Linked DNA regions of Mus musculus: region 2 is linked to region 1. A link is a contact called in public HiChIP or PLAC-seq data. All regions are on one chromosome and are shown on one strand. Each heading gives the region's core, a stretch centred on a gene start, on an enhancer-like site or on the middle of the called end of the contact. The rest is flanking DNA. Distances are from core to core; before and after follow the strand shown.

Evidence for each region. HiChIP or PLAC-seq counts read pairs in DNA pulled down with a chosen protein or histone mark.
Region 2: a contact with region 1 is called in an H3K27ac HiChIP or PLAC-seq map of embryonic stem cells, with 2.9 times the contacts expected there. The contact joins the promoter of D430041D05Rik here to the enhancer-like site in region 1. A contact is called at or near these places in 2 of 39 promoter capture datasets (hippocampal neurons and liver), 8 of 484 Hi-C or Micro-C datasets (the C2C12 cell line, cerebellar granule neurons, cerebellum and 4 more), 10 of 115 datasets of contacts at active chromatin or transcription factors (SST interneurons, VIP interneurons, embryonic basal ganglia and 6 more) and 4 of 9 other capture datasets (adipose tissue, embryonic stem cells, liver and 1 more).

Annotation. Positions count from the first base shown.
Region 1 is chr2:104,218,828-104,222,039 of GRCm38.p6, reverse strand. It overlaps D430041D05Rik (RIKEN cDNA D430041D05 gene), which reads left to right. Exons shown (of 21, transcript NM_001368844.1): 11 at 742-905. Among named protein-coding and RNA genes, the nearest start is that of Gm22501, 7.8 kb to the left of the region's middle. Within about 2 kb of position 1,884, at least 11 of the 459 cell types and tissues checked have an H3K27ac peak or open chromatin away from gene starts, as enhancers often do. A contact at or near this core is called in embryonic stem cells and ganglionic eminence, where this site is marked.
Region 2 is chr2:104,409,140-104,412,363 of GRCm38.p6, reverse strand. D430041D05Rik (RIKEN cDNA D430041D05 gene) reads left to right here and starts at 1,753. Exons shown (of 21, transcript NM_001368844.1): 1 at 1,753-2,435. The coding sequence starts at 2,201.

The sequences.
Region 1 (3,212 bases), core at 635-3,134:
TGATTAGTCTGAGGCCTTTCCCAGACACCATTCCGAGGGCGAGCCATCTACCCAGGCTGCATTTTCCACTGCTCGTTCACTGGGTGATGTCACTACTATTGTTTGAGTCATCTTTTGGTGGCTCTTACCTCCTGACTCCAATGTGTGTGTGTGTGTGTGTGTGTGTGTGTGTGTGTGTGTGTGTGTGACTGGAAACTTGCCACGTCACCTAGTCTGGCTAGCCAATGAGCTCTTGAGATTTGCTTGTTTATGACTCCCTCTGCTCAGTGCAGGCAAACACAGCCATACCTGTATTTCTGCATGCGTGCTAGAGACTTAAATTAAGGTCTTCACACTTGTAAGGAAAAGCTCTTACCCACTGAGCCCTCTCTCCAGCCACTCCAACATCCATTTCTAATCCTCGCAGGTTTTTTTTTTCTCTTTTGATAATCACCAGCAAGAAGAGTGGACACTAGTTGGCTTTCCTCTTTCTGCTCTTAGTAACAGTTTAGCAGCTCGTGTCAACTGATCCTCTGTGGGGAACCACAGTCTAGCCACACTATAGTTTTACAGACGAGGAAACTGAGGCTGGGGGAGCTCAAGCAACTTGCCCAAGGTCACACAGCTGCCAGGGCAGAGGCTTTTGGGCTCAACCTCTTGTGTCCTTGCCTTGGGTTTGGGAGTTATGCTTGCTCCTGCCTTGGGTTTGGAGTTTTGTCTGGGACTCTTTGTCATGTGCTTCTCCCTGACTCTCCCCCACAGCCGTGGTAAAGAATCCACCCAACAACCTGTGGATCATCGCTGCGGTGCTGGCTCCCATCGCCGTGGTCACCATCATCATCATCATCATCACTGCTGTGCTTTGTAGGAAGAACAAGAACGACTTCAAGCCGGACACCATGATAAACCTGCCGCAGAGAGCGAAGGTACATGTGGGCATGGAGAGGCCAGGAGGTCTGCCCAGAGGCTCTACCTGCCTTTCTCTGCCTTTCTCCCAGGCTTCAAAGGTTATCAAGTACCTTCAGGAACATCATCACAGCCTCGTTTTGAAGGAGAACCTTTTTGTCACCGTCAGTACATAGCACAGCTTCTCTGCTGCCAGCTCTCTCCCACAAACACTTTTAAGTGATTGATACACAGGGCATCTCTAGACATCACCATAGCCTCTCAGATAGAGAAACTGAGGCACAGACAACCGGCAGCAAGAAAGATGTGAAAAAGGCCTTAGATATCATTTAATAATTGAACCCACCTCCTTGTTCTAGTGAATAGAAGCTCCTTCAACCCCTCCTGGCTGCATGTGGCAACAGGACTGATGGTAAACCTAAGCCTGTAACTGAGCCTCCCAGCCTCAGGTGTGAAGCGGTTACAAGGTTGCTTTGGGAGATCATGAAGTTGGCTCCCAGGAGTGAGATTAGTACCCTTTCAAAATAAGCCCTGGGGAGACCTCTAGCCTCTTCCACCACATAGACACACAGGAAGTGAAGATTCTCCAGCCAGCAGTGAGCCCTCACCAAAGCCCAGATGTGCTGGTACTGTATCCTCAGCCTTCCAGCCTCCAGAAATCTGCCTGCCTTTTCTAAGCCTCTTGATGAATGGTATTTTGTTGTAGTGGCCCATACCGACCAAGACAAGGTCTATTGATGCCTACACAAACCCTGTTTGGAAACACGGACTCCCAGAAGTTTCTTTGTTCCACTGGTGACTCTGCTTCAGCCATTGTCATGCGGGACAAGCTATAGGGTCATTGTCATGCGGGACAAGCTATAGGGTCATTGTCATGCGGGACAAGCTATAGGGTCATTGTCATGCGGGACAAGCTATAGGGTCATTGTCATGCGGGACAAGCTATAGGGTTAGGCGGGCAACTACCAAATATCAATTCAGTAGCTCCAGAGAGCCTGGCTTAGAGCCCCGTCCTTCCTCTGTCATCTACATGTCTCTTCTCCACCTCCCTCTGGTGACAGGGGAGGGTGGACTGAAGACATTCGGAAGGCTAATTTTCCTGTCACATAGCTGCCTTTGTGATAGTCCCTGCGGGAAATGTCCAATCTGTAATACCCGGTGTTTAAATAACGCCTTACAATCTGCTGGCTCTTCTAGGTCCGTCACCTCATTTGTTCATCACAGCTGCCCTGGGAGGCAGGTCACAGTCAGGGCAGGTTTCATTATTCTCACTTAAGTGCCAAGAAATCTGGGGGAGAGACATCGGGACTTGTCCAGGCACAAACAATGGAGGGGTGACTAAGGCCTGCATATATCTCCCTCTCCCTCTCCCTCTCCCTCTCCCTCTCCCTCTCCCTCTCCCTCTCCCTCTCCCTCTCCCTCTCCCTCTCCCTCTCCCTCCCCTCCCCCTCTCGTGTTTGTGTGTGCACACATGAGCATCTTGTGTATACTTGTAAATGTGTGTGTGTGAGCGAGTGTTCATGTGTGTGTTGTGTGTACTTGTTAATGTGGGTGCGCATATGTGCACATGTGTGTGTGTGCATGTGTGTTGTGTATGTTTGCGTGTGCACACCTGTGTTGTGTGTGCCTGTGTGTGTGGGCATATATGTGTGCACATGGGTGTGCATTGTGTGTACTTGTCAGTGTGTGTGTGTGTGTACCCCTCTTTGTACATGCAGTATGTGCATATGGGACCAGAGGTAATATCAGATTAGGTGTCTTCCTCTATCACTTGTCATCTTTGTTTTTTCAGTCTCCGAACCAAAAGCTTACTCAATGGGCCCAGGTTGGCTGGTCTCTGCACTCCCCTGCCAGCTCTAGGGTTACACATCTTTTATATGGGCACAGCAGGTGCTTTATCGACGAGCCACCTCCCTGGCCCTCTTGGAGCTCACTCTATGTTAGGTACCTATCCACACTCTGAGACCTGGGAGGTTCTGCTCCCAGCTCTGCACCTCTGTCTAACCTCCATCTGGCCATGTAGACATGAGACAGCAAGTTCCCACTCCCTCTGACTTCCTGCACATTGCAATTGTGTCAGCCACTCAGCTTGGAGGGTCACACTGGCCTACGGTCTGTTTGCATGAGCACAGCTCACTTGACTTTAAGAAATCAAAGGTACTTTTATTACATAGTAAGCGGATACATCTGTGGGGAAGCTGGAGCCCTGATTAGACAGTCTTGTCTCCTGAGACACCAGCCCCCAAAGAATGTTGTTCTGTGTCTGTGGACATAAGGCACCTGCTTCCCAGACACAGTGGGGTGTTGGGGAGAAGGGTACGCTGGGA
Region 2 (3,224 bases), core at 504-3,003, 190 kb before region 1:
GCTTTGGGGCCAGAAAGGCTGCACATTTCAGAGTCATCTGGGTCTGGGGATACCTGTGTATGAGTGTGTCTGATCTGAAAATTTGAAGTCATTCAGAGTTCACGTCCCCAGGTCTTAATTATTGCTTTATTCATTTAGAGTATGGAGATAAAGATTAAAAGACAACTCTCAGGAGCTGTTTTTGTCTTACCATGTAGGTAGGTCCCAGGGACCAAGCTCAGATTGCCGGTCTTGGTAGCAGGTGGCCTCGCTCCATGAACTGTCTCACCAGCCCTGGGACTTTTTTGAGTGCTGATATGGCACAGAGGTGTTTCATATTTTTTTGAGCATTTCTGATTTTAAGAACCCACACTACTGCAGTTCAGATCTGAAATGCACGATAAGACACACCTGCTCTCTGAAGTTAGCGTGTGCAAATACATCTCCTGCTTTGCAGTCTAACTGCCGTCCTGCGGACACAGGTGAGGGGGAGACAAGCCTTCTCCAGAACCATGGGCCATCGTGGTATGTGTGTGTGTGTAATAGAGAGAGAGAGAGAGAGAGAGAGAGAGAGAGAGAGAGAGAGAGAGAGAGAGAGACAGAGACAGAGACAGAGACAGAGACAGAGAGAGACACACACAGAGAGAGAGGATGAATGAGAGAGCAGCTTCCATTTCTCAGCATCCCCCTGCTTGCTGTGCTGGGCCTGGAACACACCAGGCCAGGCCGGCCTCAGAGGTTTGACCTCACGGATCTCTTTAGATTGTTTCTTCAGCTTGCCTTGTTCCTTGACCTCCTTCTGGTCTTCTCCCACATGTCACCTTCTCAGTGAAGCCTCTTTACCTCCTGTTTACTGCTGCAATACCTCCATCTCCACTTTCCAGCATTTTACCTTACCATTTTCTCTGAGGCTTTTTAAGCACTGTCTGGTAGTCAATTTATTACCTACAGAGATTATGTTTGTGGCTCCTGTCCAAGTGTCTGGAATAGGGCCCGGCATATAACAGGGCCAGGTCAGTGCAAATGCTTTTCCCTGACACAGTCGCTGGCAAGCAATGGGTGCTGCTGGGTTTGCTGCTATCCTGTGGACAACTTATTGACTGAAGGGAGTTTGAAGCACCTGCGAACTAGATAGCCTGCTCAAGGGTACAGATGCAGAACAAGGGTAAGGGCAGAAGGACAACTCAGCTGACTCTGCCCTTTCATCCTACTAGAGAGAGACTGACTAGTCAGCTCTCTTATTTGGGAAAGACTTTTTGGAAATGCCTGTAGTTGTCCCAAAGCTCAATGCACTGCCTCTCTCATAGTATGGCTGCAACAAATGTTTATAACGTGTTTTATTTACTTCAGTGTTTCATTGCAAATAGGGCACAACAGCTCTAGTTCTTTGGGGGTAAATTTGGCAGGCAGGTGTCTGCCAGCCCCCCAGAGTAGCAGTGAACAACCTGCACCAAGCTCTTCCGCTCATCCTCGGAAAGCTTTTCCAAGATGCAGGTTGAGCACCTAGCTTTCTCAGCACGTTGACCGTCGACCGTGAAGGTATCTAGGTGTCCAGTCCCTTCTCCGGTCAGAGGGCTATCCCAGCCTACCTTTCCTTCTCACGATCTGGGAACCCTGGGCGGAGGAAAGTCCCCCTCAACGAGGACCTCGCCAGCGCAGGGCAGGGTTCAGCCCCGCGCGCGGGAGCTGGGGGCGCGCGGTGGTTTCGCGCGGGGATGCGCGCGCGCGCCTGCCTCGCCTCCCTTGCCCGCTCCTGTGCTACGTGCTTTCTTTGTCAATGAGGCGCCGCTCGGAGCTGCAGTAGCTTTCGCGGCTGGAGCCAGAGCCTAGCGATCCAGTGAACCGACAGAGATAGAGACCTGGGCGCAGGGGCGGCGGCGGGCGGCACGCTGCACGAGCTAGGTCCGCGGGTCTCCGTGTCTCGCAGCCTCGCGCTCGAGGTGTAGCATCCGGCCCTGGGGAGGGGACCGGGGCGCCGCCCGTCCCACCCTCGCCGCACCGTGGGAACCCCCATGCAACCCCGGTACCCGCGCGCCTGAAGCCGCGGCTCCATTGAGCCCGCCTCCCACCGAGGCAGGACGAGCGAGCAGCTCGCACCTCCTGCCTCCCTCCGACTCCCGGGCCATGGCCCGAGATGCCCGGTGAGGAGCGGTGCGCGGAGGGCTGGGCTCACCGGCGCGGTGTGGAACGAGGCAGCGGCCTGGATGTATGAACAGTCCCTATGGCTCTGCAGGAGGCGAAGCCCCAGGGCCCGAGCGAAGCTGAGCCGGCAGCGCGGGAGCCCAGGGACCGGCTCCGGGAGCAAGGGCTCTGCGGGGCGGGCGGGATCGCCGCGCGTTGCCAGGGCGTGAGAAGCTCCGAGGCCCGCCGGTCCGAGGATGTGCTGCTGCGGCGGCCGCTGCTGCTGGGACTCTTGCTGCTGGCTGCCCTCTCCGGGCACTGCTGGGCCGACTCCGGTAAGCGCTTGGCAGCGGCTCTCCGCCCGCGGCGGGGTCTGGAGCCGCTTAACCGCGTGGTGGTGGGTGGTGGGCTCTTTGCAGCACCGCCAGGCTTTTATTTGCCCTTAGCAGTTGCACCAGCGGGCGAACTGTCAGAAATCTGTCTCTTGAGAAGGCATCGTGGGCGGTGAAGAAAGAGGCACGTTTTTATCTTTAATTTTTCCTCCCTGGACAAGTTGTAAATGCTTCCTGGTGGTCCCACAAACACGCTTCCTTTAGCTAGACATGGCGTAGTTAGGATAGCATAAAAGAGACCTGTTCAGTGGGATGTTGTGGATGTTTTGGGCTTCCCGTTGCTAGTATTCACTTTGTCTTAAGTGCAAGGAATGACCTGAGAGTTTGAAGCAATTTCTGTGTCAAAATAGCGTTCCCCCGTTGCTCATAACAGGTTCCCCTCCCTTCCTTTTGGGAATGAGGTACTTAAAATAATTGATTGCATTTTGCAAAAGGTTCAGGCATTGATCAAATGTATACCTATTTTTTACAAGAGGCTCGTTGAAGAAGAGTCACTCTTGGTGCTCAGACCACCAACGATCCTTCAGAAACAGATTTCTGTACTTCCGCGGACGATTTTGTGGATCTGTTGTAACTATTTGGGCAGAATTATTCTGCAGAAGTGCTTTGAAACTTACACTGCGCGGCCAGCCATGGTCTTTGAAATAAGAATGATTGCTATGACTCCCGTGAAGGGCAAGCTTCTGTGTTTGTGGTGGAATTCTAGATTATAGATACATTCAGCCTAACAAA